Linked DNA regions of Cyprinus carpio: region 1 is linked to region 2. The links are chromatin contacts, called in public Hi-C maps. All regions are on one chromosome and are shown on one strand. Each heading gives the region's core, a stretch centred on a gene start, on an enhancer-like site or on the middle of the called end of the contact. The rest is flanking DNA. Distances are from core to core; before and after follow the strand shown. Region 1 holds the start of LOC109106131 (serine/arginine repetitive matrix protein 1-like). Region 2 has its middle 5.0 kb from the start of LOC109050564.

The links. Hi-C and Micro-C count contacts between places; a contact is called where the count stands out from the background.
Region 1: a contact with region 2 is called in a Hi-C map of skeletal muscle, with 2.0 times the contacts expected there. The contact joins the promoter of LOC109106131 here to the enhancer-like site in region 2. A contact is called at or near these places in 6 of 8 Hi-C or Micro-C datasets (liver and skeletal muscle).

The regions. Positions count from the first base shown.
Region 1 is chrA16:14,170,987-14,177,445 of ASM1834038v1, forward strand. LOC109106131 (serine/arginine repetitive matrix protein 1-like) reads left to right here and starts at 2,552. Exons shown (of 23, transcript XM_042772831.1): 1 at 2,552-2,797; 2 at 3,500-3,562; 3 at 3,880-3,985; 4 at 4,074-4,182; 5 at 4,386-4,550; 6 at 4,637-4,733; 7 at 5,559-5,647; 8 at 6,240-6,323; 9 at 6,441-6,459. The coding sequence starts at 2,729.
Region 2 is chrA16:14,132,141-14,138,925 of ASM1834038v1, forward strand. No RefSeq gene overlaps it. Among protein-coding and RNA genes, the nearest start is that of LOC109050564, 5.0 kb to the right of the region's middle. Within about 2 kb of position 4,506, at least 1 of the 8 cell types and tissues checked has an H3K27ac peak or open chromatin away from gene starts, as enhancers often do. A contact at or near this core is called in skeletal muscle, where this site is marked.

The DNA of each region.
Region 1 (6,459 bases), core at 1,302-3,801, 37 kb after region 2:
AATAATAAACAATAATCCACAAGTAATCCACACAACTCCAGTCCATCAGTTAACATCTTGTGAAGGAAAAATCTGTGTGTTTATAATAAACAAATTCATCTTTAACAAACCCTTGCTTCAGGCTAAAATGAGAGTCCTCTATCCCTAATATTGTCTTCATTCAGCAGAGAAATATGCAGATCAAGCATAAGTGAAAATAGTCTAAAAGAGTTCTAAACAATTCTTTTTTATGTGGCAGGACCCCAAGGGATGGACTTTTTCACTAGAGGAAGCATTATTATGAATTATTAACTCATATTTCAGTCAGAAGCAATGGTTTATATTTAAAATGCCTTAATACTGGATTTGTTTCAAACATGCAGCTTTTAACTTCACAAGATGTTAAGTGATGGACTGAAGACATTTGGATTACTTGTGGATTATTTTGATGTTTTTAATTAGCTCTCATTCTGACGACATCCATCCATTGATCAGCAAATAGCTTGAGGGTGAGTACATTTTCAGCAAATTTTTATTTTGGGGTGAACTATTCCTTTAATATACATCTGTTCTCAGTTGTAATGACAATCACACCTTTGTGGTTTCAACCAGACATACTGTATACAAAGCACTAGTTCTGACCCTGGCATGCGAGTGCCTTGAAATCCTCAGAAAATATTCCTTTAAAGATATTGGCACACAAACATGCTCAGAACTATCCAACGTAACCAAAAAAAAAAAAAAGTTCTTTTGCTGAGATTTTATAAATATGCTCTTAACCAGAGGCTGGTGTGCATGCCGTGGCAATCCAGCCTAGCATCTTTGCATTTTATTACAGGGGCTCTCTGCGCCTAAAAAAAACTGAAGCACGGTGAAATCATTCATTTTCTGGTCTGATGTCATCTCAGACTCTCCATAATTGCCGGAGTCCGGCGTCTTGTGTCTATAATTGGTAGAGACACCGCAAACTCTCTGAGAAGACACTGTAGGTGGGTACTGGTGGATTCATTATTTTGTCATAAAATTGAAGCGGGAGGTCATCAAAGGGAAAACCATTTTTTAAGTCTTTTCTTTTTTTCTCCTCCCTTTTTCTTTGTGGTTTGAAAACCAGGCCTTCCAGGCAAGTTCTACTTGTTGTCTGTCTGTTGCTGTTGAGAACCGGTTGCAGTTGCTGACTGATGTGGGGTGCTTGCAGAGGGTAATGATAGATCTGTTTCCCAGAAACCTGCTGTAATTCAGCACATTTTAAAAGTATGTTGATAATTTTATATAATTTATGCAACCATAGAAGCCATAGAGGTTATTTAGGGTGAAGGCATTGGAGGACGACCGGAAGTGTACACTTATAAAGGTAAGTTAAGAGTAAGTGGTGAATATTTGTGTATATACAGGTCCATGAAATGTTGTTGGTGTTATGGTGATGGTGCATTTTGTGCACATTTTGGTGGGAAAAATCCCACCATATATTTGCTGCCTTATTTTAGACAGATCTAATCTGAGGTCACCCAGATGGAATGAGCTTTAGTTTAGCTTCTCAAACATGCTTTGCACATTTGAGTGAATAACAATAAAACCTCCAGGCCCCACGTCACAATGTTCCTACAGAAAGAGTGTGATGAAAAGTGTAGGAGGGTTCATAAAAATCCAATATCACCCTCCCACAAAATGCAAAATAAAGCCAAATTGTGCATTTTAAAAGAATATTCTGGGTTAATGTCTATGAAAACTTTCTATATTACCACAGGAAATATAAAATGTCAATTCGTCAAAAACGGATGTTGACAGCCTCTTTAACTGTATAGAAAAAAGATGCAGTGAAAGTGAATGGGTACCAAGACTATCAGTACCCAGTATTTGGCCAAGCATCTCGTTTTGTGTTCCACAGAAGAAATAAAGTCATGAGACGACATGAGGGTGAGTAAAATATATATTAATATCTGGGTGAACTTTTTTTTGGTTTAAAATAATATTTTTTATGTATTTTGAGTCCACTGCAGTGCTTTCCCACAGCACGATATTGATATTATATAACACCGTGCTGCCATCTGCTGCTCAAATCATGTAACACCTGTTGAGTGTGTGTGTGTGTGTGTGTGTGTGTGTGTGTGTGTGTGTGTGTGTGTGTGTGTGTGTGTGTGTGTGTGTGTGTGTGTGTGTGTGTGTGTGTGTGTGGTAAACCAAATGCCCCAAAACTCTTTATTTTTTACACGCTGTCTAGCTGATGCTTCGACTTAATAACGGGAAAAATGATTATGCTTGCAAATGTCCAGACAAATTAGAGTTGTGAAAGATCGAGCTACTCCATAAAAAATAAATACCATTCAGTAAACATACAAATAACAGACTACAAGAATGCTAAAATAGCAACATGTAACGTCTTTTTCATAAAGCGTTACCACGCACAATGTGTCCCCATTAGGAAATGATGCTTATAAACGTGTCTAAGCTAACAGATCCAATTTACAAAGTTCATAGCATGTCTGCTGCAAATTTCTTTCTTAAAAAAACACACAACTTTTATCGCCCTGGCATCGTCTATATTTAGGAGTTGTCGTAAATCCAGATGGATTGATTGACAGCTCCGACTGTCCCGAAGGCCCCGCCCCCTCGGCTCAACTGACCGTGCAGGAGCAACTTATGCGTGGGAACAAAACTTAGTACATTTAACGTTAGCTGAATTAAGATTTATGTGACATAACGTATTATAAACACATCACCTTTTCACTTAAAGCACATTAATGCGCACATAATGACGCGAGAGGAGGACCTGTTGCGGATTGCTAAAAAACTAGACAAGATGGTGTCTAGAAATAACATGGTGAGATCCTAATTTTGACGCAACGCTTTACGCTGTTTGTTTGTGCGATCTCTGTGCATGCTGCTAATGAGTAACTCATTTAACCTTTTTTGCATGTGTTTTTAGGCTGTTTTAATAATATTTCATTCAGATACAAGCGTGCACAAGCGTTGTTTAATTTTGTTTGTAAAAGTGTGAGAGACCATAATGTGTGTGTAATAGGACTACAGAGACCCATTTGTAACAACAGGTGTTGGCTGAGGATTGCGCAGATTTACTTTAGATTTATTCAGGGCAGCGACAAGAACGAGGACGAAAGTGTGTTCAGTATAGACAGTTTTGTTGACAGCTTTTGTTAATTCTTAACCGCATGTATGTATTGTAGTAAATGGCACAAGGTCGTGAAGACGGCTTGTGTTTTGGCCGACACATACTTTCACGCGCACGGGGCCCGGGCACAGAATTTAAAGGGATAGTTCACACAAAACTGAAAATGAAAAGCAATAATTTACTCACCCTGATGTTGTTCCAGTATGTCTTCGTACTTGCTTTTTTGGAACACAAATGCAAAAATGCCTGAAATTTTGCAGCAGTGACATTGAGTTATTATAATATAAAAATAAATAAAAGAAACATTAAATTATATTAATACAAATACAATTATTATGTAATTAAATATTTGAAAAAATACTAACAGAATGATCTATCCCCCTGTCTGTGTAGGACGGAGCTCTAGATCTTCTGAGAGAATTGAAAGATTTCAACATGACACTGAAGCTGCTTCAGGTATGTCTGCTGGAGCAGTTGTATTGACAAACTTTATTGATTCCTTTAGGGAATTATAGCTGTATCACAAACAGCAATCATTATGGACTGTGCAAAAAAAAAAAAAATCCATATCAGAATAATATGGAGAGATTTATAATTTAAGTTAAATTTGAAATGTAATAGAGATTTTTTAAAAAGACTTGCAAAGAATATAAAAGATATGACACATCATATAGATTACATAAATGCAGCTGCTCTTGTTAGCATCACAGTAGGTGGTTATCTGATATCTCATGGTTTTGTTTGTCTAACGTTTAAGATTTACTTTGTTCCAGGATACAAGAATTGGCATGTCTGTCAACGGAATAAGAAAACATTGCTCAGATGAGGATGTTGTCAACTTGGCAAAGATCCTTATCAAAAACTGGAAGAAGCTTTTGGGTAGGGGTCATGTTGTAAAGAAATAACAAATAAGGTCTGGCTTAAAATGTAATGTTTTTATGCATTTATGCCTTTATGTCTTTGTCAGAATCAGCTCAAAACCAAACGTCTGAGAGGTCGAATGAGGTGAAGAATGGCAGTCATCCAAGCAAGACATCAGGGTCACCCAACAGGACCTCGCCTGAGAGAGAGTCCAGGTATGTTTGCTGATAACAGGGTAAAACATGGAAGTATTCCAGACACAGCTTATGTACAGTGTAACTGAATGCTTTGGGAAACTCTTCCTTTAAACATACCATCGGGTGACCTATTTTTTATGCTAACATTAATTTTTGCAAAAGAGGATGTGAGTAAAGAGTTGTTGTTTGCGTAATGAAGTATAACCTGTTTATCTCGTCAGTCCACAAAGGTCAGCAACGGAAATTAAACCAGACATAAACTTTAACAAGAAACTCAATGAAAAACACAGAAGACAGAAAACCGATGCAGAGCTCAGGAGTGAAAAACGAGAAAGTGAGCAGAAAAAAGAGAAACAAACTATTAACAATAAAAAGGAGCGAGAGAGGTGAGAAGGCCGGTGCTGTATAAAGCCCCTCTATCCCTGCAAAACTCTGCCTTTAGATTGAGGAGTGTTATGTGCATTCTGTCTAGGAGAGATGCACTGAACAGCGATCGTCTTCCTTCCCCTATGACGCATTCATCTCCACCCCCCAAGTGTTCACCGCCTGGGGAAGTGAAGAGGGAGAGGTTAGGGCTTGTGCATGTGACTGTGGTTAGGAGGAAGCACTTATACCACATAACAAAACATGCAGCCATTTCTGATTATGCACTTTTTCTGCAACTGTGTGGTTCTTCTGTTGGTGGAATTTAAGAATTGGCTTTTAATTCATGTCCAGCAGGATGTTCAGTTAAACTGAAATTAAACAGGTAGTGGAATTTACAAATTAAAAAATCAACATAGTCACCCAGCAGAGAAATTTCATTGGTTACACAGCAAAACAAAAGTGCATCATTCATTTTCACTAATTATGTTTTTTTTTATTTTTCACTAAAATACACATCTACGCTAACTGATTAGACATTCACTAGAGTTCAGAAATTTGGGCTGAGTAAGATTTTTTTTTTAATGTTTTGAATAAAATGTTCAAAAGAACAGTGTTTATTTGAAATATATTTTTGTAACATTATAAATGAATTAATATAAATTATAAATTAATAAATTTAATTAATTTAATGCATCCTTTCTGATTAAAACTATTTATTTCTTTAAAAAAAATTCTTACTGACCCCAAAGTTTGAAAGGTAGTGTATTTCTTTAAACCTATAGCTAAATACTTGAAACATTACACTACACATGTATTTCTATCTTCCTTAGATTCAAATTTGAATTGCAGTTCTGCATCATGTTTGCTACATCAATTTAAATTCAGGAATTAACTTTAAAAAAGTTGTTCTCAGATCTGAATGGTGCATGACCCTGGTGCCATGGTTTGTTTTGCTGCTCTAGTTGTCCAGCGTACAAGTGGAAACAGTAATGTAAGATGATTTTTTTTTTTTTTTTTTTTTTTTTTAAAAAGATGCTCCTGTTGATTTTTTCCCTCCTGCTTCAATCAATTCCCACCCTCCTCTAAGACGCTCATCGATAGATGCAAGGAAAGAGAGGTCAGAGCGTTTTGCATATATACTGTATACATGTGTCAGTTAAAAACATGTCATTGAAGTGCAAATAGTTTTGTTTTCTGATGTAGTCTATTGGTTTTATTGCATATTACCTACAGTGGTAGTTAATATAGCAACAGAAACAGTTCAGCAGTTTGGTTCAGTAAAAAAAAAAAAATTTTTTAGTTAATGCTTTTATTCAGTACATTAAATTGAGAAAAAATGGCAGTACAATTATTATATTTTATAATCCTGAATAAAAATGATCACAGATTAACATATTAAGCAGCAAATCTGTTTTCAACATTTATAGTAATGAAAAACATGAGCACCAAATCAGCATATTAGAATGATTTCTGAATGATCATGTGACACTGAAGACCTGAAGAGAGTAATGATGCTGACAATTCACGTTTGTCATCACAAGATTAAATGTCATTTTAAAATTATATTAAAATGATCAAATAAATGCAGCCTTGATGAGCGTAAGAGACTTCTTTCATAAACATTAACATATCTTTCCAACAGCAAACTTTTAACAGTAGTGTATATCAAGTTTAAATGCTGAATTCGGATGTTTGTATCTCTTGTACAGAAAACACACTCAGGGTTCTTTACAGTCTCCTCCTCTTCAGGCTCATCCTCATAAACGTCCCTTCATAGATGGAAAGAAAGAAAGGTTGGACATTGTGCTAGAAGTGCATGCACCGTGTGACGTGAAAACATTTGCATTTATATTAGGAATCTCCTTCATGTTGAATCAACATTTCAATGAGACTTGCTTATTTTCATTCAGGAGAGATGCACCTTATCCT
Region 2 (6,785 bases), core at 3,256-5,755:
TCTCGTATACTGTAGCAAGACACTGATATCACGTTGCTTTCAGGCATGTTTTTTTCTGAAGATTTTTCAATTAGTTTCCGTGAGCTAGAAGCCTAGAGAGAAGTACAATAAATCACGGAAGGGTGAAGTATCACCCATTTAAGCAAATGGAGAAGATTAAAAAGGAATGTATAAGTTTATGGTATTTCCTTATCAAATCATTTCCCTGAAACAGATCCTAGTGCTATATTGTCTTCAGCCAAATTGGAGTGAAAGCAAATACGGTCTTAGCCGTCTTCATTTCCTTAACATTTTAATGTCAATCAGTCGCTACTCAATCAGCTGGCTATGCTAATGAATGGGACTAGATATGGGACAAAGGTAAGCCATGATGTTTAGGTCAGTGCGTGCAGCAGGTTTGTTAATGGCTTTGTCAGTGAGACTCAAATCACCCTTCACTTGTAATTGGATTAATAGTCTGACAGGTAAAGGATTAGACAAAGCTTGCTAATAGATAGTGAACTGCATTTACTCACAATTATTCTCATTTGCCTTCCAATGTGGCAGTGACCATTGAAAGTGAACGTAATATTGGACGAATTTTTGCTCAAATGTCTATCTTTCCCTCCTTAAAGTACCATAGACCACCCACACACTATATAGACCACCAGAGCCGATCCTCCTTATACGCAAAGTATGCGTGTTGTGTAGGGCCAATGAAACACTGGGGGCCCCTTGCCCTCAACGATGATTTCATTTTAGTTTAATTTTTGATTTTGGACAGCGTTTATGAAAACATGAACGTTCCTTTCCTTTAATCATGTAATGTGACTGACTAACTTTGTTGTGAATCAGTTTATATTTCATTTTTATGGTGAAGTCTATGCAGTGCTTTATTTTTACATTTGATTACTTTAATCAAATCACTGTTTCAACTCACTGTTGCTTGTTGACTGAAACTGCTCTGAAAGAATAAGTTAAGGGGTTGGGGAGCATTTTGGGATTTTTATGAATGCACAGAGAGTTACCCCCTAACAAAGTTTTGCTTAGGGCCCCCAGAAGTCTAGGATCGGCACTGCATGCCGCTGTGATGTACTGTTCAAGGGTGAAGGTTTCAGCCTTGTTTTAAGTCAAATAGTTACACTGAGGTTTGACTCAGCTGTCCACATGTAATTTGATCATGTAAAACCACAAACTAAAACCATAAAAAAAAATTTTGTAACCTGAAATAAAATTTCCTAAAAAAAAAAAAAAAAAAAAAAAAAAAAAAAGTTAAATAACTAAAACAAAAATTAATAAAAACTAGACATGAAGAGCAAAAACTAATTTAAAAAAAAACACAACAAAATGACTGTAACTTCAACTAGAATTAAAACGAAGCTCCATTAAAATGTTCTCATTTGATCATTCAAAACCAGTTGTATAATTGTGTTGTTGTTTACCTCGTGTCAAACCTGATTGTCTTGCTTCAGTGGAACACTGCTCTTTTCTGTAAGTATGACAAGAGATTAAGAAATCTGACCACATAATATTGTTTGAAATGTTTTAGTGTAGTGTCACTGCAAATCTTTTTAAATTGCCCTTTAAGTCATCAACTGTTTGTAATAGTGTTAAATAATATTGTGAAATTTAATTAAAAAGAGAGTACAATAAAGATTTTGGCTAAAAGCTTTTTTTTTTTTTTTTTTTAAGAACAAAAAGGTTGTCATGGTCCATTGTACAGGAGTGGAAAGTACTCAGGAGAATCATGAATACATACCTTTGGTTTGTTAGCAGGTCATATCTTATCAGGATCCTGTAATCACATGACTCTTGTGTCATTTGAACTCATCAGAGCGTATTTATTTGCAAGGTAACTGTAAATACAACTGTAACAATATGCGTTAGGTTCTGTGAATGTAAAAAAAATATTTTTTAATTAATTTCAGTCATATTTTACTCAACTTCTTTTTTGTTCCCAATCTGTTTGACTTACTACTTACAGATTGTTCCTCACACTAAAGCTATCTGATCTTATGACTTTAGAAGTGCAGATCACTTTTATGAGAATTTTTTGTCATTTTTGGAGCTTGACATCCTTGACCTCCTTTCATTATTTGAAAAATGGTAACAAGCACATTATTAAAAATGTCTCATTTTGTGTTTCACAGAAGACAGTCAGTCATGCCAGTTTGGAACAATATGAGGGTAATTAAATAACTTTTTTTTTTTTTTTTTTGCAAGTCATAGCCGGGTAAATTATGTTAGTTGAGCCGGATATTAAAGTCCTTCTGTATTTTTGTTCAGTGCATTCATGGAGAGCACAGAAAGTTCCATGATGACAGCTCATGAATCTGAGAGTGACACATTAATCAAGCTCCCTTTTGACGTCCAAAACAATCTGCTTATCATAATAACACCCTGCAAAATCCTCATAGAATCCCAGTTAAAAGGTCAGCTGCCACAAACGCTTGTGAGAGTGAATTTCCCAACGTGTGTTATGACGTTTTATGTATCTGCTTATCTGGTTATTTCCCTATTACTTTTAGAACATATATGATAAAATCTTTTTAACAGCACATCTGTTTACAGTAAATAATAGTTACGTTTTCATGCAGAGAGATGTTATAGGTTATGTAACATTGTGCATTAAATAGGTAATAGCAGGAGCAACAGCAATAAAGGAAGGCCTGATAAGTGTTTTCATTAACCTAGTTTTTACCTGTCTAATACAGGCTAAGTCAAACTGTCTTCCAATAAAGTGGTTGCTTAATCCATGTGTGGACAAACATCCTGTCAAACAAACAACTGCACATGAACGTAAGCTACTAATGGTGAGTGTATTTAGCTCATGTGTAAATGCAAACAGTATCTGTTTCATTCAAAACAGCAGCAAAGATGGTAGTAAATTAATCTAAACAGTGTACATGTCTACCGAGACTCATAAAGTGACCTCTTGGCATAGCAAACAGATTCTGAGTCACTCATGTCTTAATCATATCTTTCTGATTAAATTTAATGATTCGTGATGTTGGTTGAAGAGGTTAGCGTGGCATAAACTGATCAACTGAATTACCATAGGTTAACTAAACATAAACCTCATGAAAAAGACAGTTTTTTCTTGTTTACCAGGAAAAATGGCTAAAAAAAACATTAATTTACTTGAGAGCTAATTACTAAAGTCAAAAATGCTGATTTAAAAATGTCTTTCAAGAGTGAAATTATGAAGGTATATATTATCTAATGTATTCAATCCATGGTGGTTGAACAGGAATAGGTAGCACAAGGCTACGCAAATGGATGCCTTATGAAGATTTACTAAGCGTTCAATTGGCCAAGCAACTGCTGTAGATCATCATGGTTTTTCTTGGATCTGTTGTCACTGCTCTTTACTTGTGAGCACTAAAGATGGAACTCAGATCTCTAATCATAGCGGCTCACTGTTTTTATTGGAAGACAATGCATTGTCATTATGGACTTTGGCGGTTGCGGCTGTACAAAAATGTATGTGCCCTCTGGTTTAGGATCTGAAGAGAAACCCTGAAGGCTGAACATCTTTAGCAATTCGAGAAAAAAGGAAGTTAATTATGCTGTATTATTATTTAATTTAAGCTATGTCTGTCTGTCTGTGTATCTATCTGTGTCTGTCTATTACTCTATCTATATAAGTAAAAGCGCCAAAGTTTAACACACTGTATTGTTTTTTTTTTTTTTCTTGTTTTTTTTTAACAAGGATAATTTTGCTTATATATAACTTTACATGGCAGGTTCTGGTCTTTAGTATCCACCATTGCTTCTCTTGCTACACCACTGCTGTTCCAGGGAACCAGTTCAAATGTATGAAGACAGATGGGCGCTTGTTGCGCAACTCATGATATGGTTCTTTTTAAGGCTGGGGTTCTCTCACTAATCTGGGATCGTATTCTTAGGTTCACTCTCCCTTTTTTTCTTAGGAAGCGTGCTGTAAAATGTGTGTTTTGTGGCGCAGAATCAATTCATGTCACTCTTGAGATTTGCATTCTCACTGTTCATGAATGCTATATAACCAGTTGAATTCCTAAGACATATTACATAAATTTTCTTTGTACATGTCTTTGCTGTGAGACAGAAAAAAAGTTTCCGAGAATGGCTTGTGTCTGCACCAGAAATTTTTACATCTGTGAATATCCACCCACACTTTTCATTTCTCCTGCGACATACAAATGCAGATGTCCTTATGCAACAAGAGACCTGGCAGTAAATTTGTCCCTTGTGCTAAAAAGAGCAAGGCATCCACCCCCCACCAACACTGAATATGATATAGGGCTGAACTACAAGCCCTGTCTTAAAACCAGTGCTAAGCTTGTTTTCCCTATATAATTATTTTTGCAATCAGTTAATAGAGGAAATAAGTCTTGGTTATGTAAATAAATATATAAGACCATTTAATTAAAGAAAATATGTTAGTGGCACACCTTGTTGTCTATGACGCAGATGTAAAGCAAACATGACAAAATAAGCTATTAATCACAGAGAGAGGCCACTTTAAGTGGTGAGTATTACAGGGCCTGAAGGGAGATTATCAAGGGTTGGGCTCTTCCTTGTCTGTGTGGTTTCATGGAGAATTAGTGTTTTGTACAGCATGACCATGACAAGAGGCCTGTGTGTACTGTACTATTTCAACGACGGGCTGTCTACATTTTACTGTAGTGTAACAATATGGAAATAAAAGCACGGATAACCCAAGATACTCATTCAAGCTGATCATATTAAGTTACTCTAGCTAATGTTTAAAAATGATGTTGTGTTTTCTTAAATGTAAACAACATCATTCATTTCCGTAAAAGTCCTCAGTCAGCGAGAATCTGGTCTTTTTACATCACAGGTAAGCTTACATAACGTGATTCTATAAGTTGTCTCGGACTTCTAGATAAGAACCTGTGGATTGTATCAAACATTAACCGAAGCAAGGCCTACAACAGCTGAATGAAACATCAAAACTAAAAGACAAACGGTGGCGTTGTCATAGGTAATCTCTTAGTTAATACTCTCTGCATCAATAATTATCTACAAAAACGTACACCACTGTTCACTAGCATTTGATTAATAATTTTATTCAGCAAGGATGCATTAATAAATTGATCAAAATTTTTAATATTACAAAAACACTGTTCTTTTGAACTTTCTATTCAATAAATAATTCTGAAAAAAAAGTGTATCACTATTTCCATAAAAATATTTAGTAGCACAACTGTTTTCAACACTGATAACAATAATAGTTCTTAAGCACCAAATCAGCATATTAGAATGATTTTTTTAAGGATCATGTGACACCGAAGGCTGAAGTAATGGAGAAAATTCAGCTTTGCATCACAGGAATAAATAAAACTTTAAAATATATTCCAAAAATAGAAAACAGTTATTAAACTTTAATAATATTTCACAATATTACTGTATTTTTCAACAAATAAATAAAATTACTTTTTTAAAAAACTTTATAAAATCTAAACTTTTAAATGGTAGTGTACTGGCATGTGGAAATAATTGTTTTATCTTTTACAACTTATTTTTTTTTTTTAAGTGTGTTTGTAATATTTACTTTAAAATAAATGCCACATGTTTGATATTTTTTTATCTAGTGCAAAGACATCCATACATTTTAAGTGTGGCTTAGGTGTCCAGACATTTTTTTGGATTAAATGGTTCATTAGTTATTTAACTGATAATATTCTAATATTATATCGGTGACAAAAAGTAGTATCAAAATGTTTCCAGTGATTAACATGTCCCACAGACCATAGGCTATTTAAAGACAAGGAGGGGAATAAAAGACATACAAACATCTTTTGCACCTGTCTCACACTGACTGCTTGTATTTCAGCTTTGCAGTCATGAAATATGGCCCTGACCTCCAGTTAACTCAGACACAGAAGATGAATGAGGAAGTTGTTCTTTGTCAGAAGTGAACTGATGAACAGACAACTATAGATTGCAGTGTTATGTATACTTACCAGTCTGTGTTTCTATTCTTCAGAAAGCCTCACGCCTCACCCGTGCGCTAATGAAGTATGGATAATATGTACTCATGATCACCATGTCAAACCTTGTTTAGTCACATTGAGATGTCAATCTTGTGACATTCTCCAGGATTTGTGTCATACTAGTGAGGAATCTGTGTTCTTTTACAGGCCTTCTGCCTTCAAGAATAGCCTTATTTATAGTTTCTATTCATTTTCTTCATTATAAATGGCTTGTTTGGAAAATGAATCCACTAAAGTGCCTGATGTGGTCTGATGCATTCTATAGGCTACTGTAAACTAGTTATGGTACATGACATTTTATGGTGCCCTTTGTGTTTATTCTTTTGATGATTTGAGTTAGTCATTGTTAGAACCTACCAAGAAAAGCTCAATAAGACCAGATTGTGGGTTGTAAAATTCAGTATGACTTGAACATGTTGGGTTGATGCACTCTAGACTTATTTTAACGCAGTCCTAAAATTATTAACTGCCCAATGTTATGGCTTTGACGACTTTTGCCTACCGCAGTACCTAGTCAGCGAATATGTGTGTGGTGTAATCAAATAATAAAAATAAATCCACATCCACCACTCTCAGGTGTTTCAAGATTCAAGGGCGGCAGAATTGCTTTGCAAACAAAAAGATTACTTGTGTATCCTTAATAAACCGTTTCGGGATTTAGATGCACCTTTTTTGGGTGTGAAACTGGGAACAGCCTTTCTGATTGTTTGCAGAAAGAGATGTTTTACTTAAAGGTATTTGTCTACGTGCATTAGGTCAGATGGATACACCCAGAAGAGGTGCTATTACAGTTGAACATCCACCCAG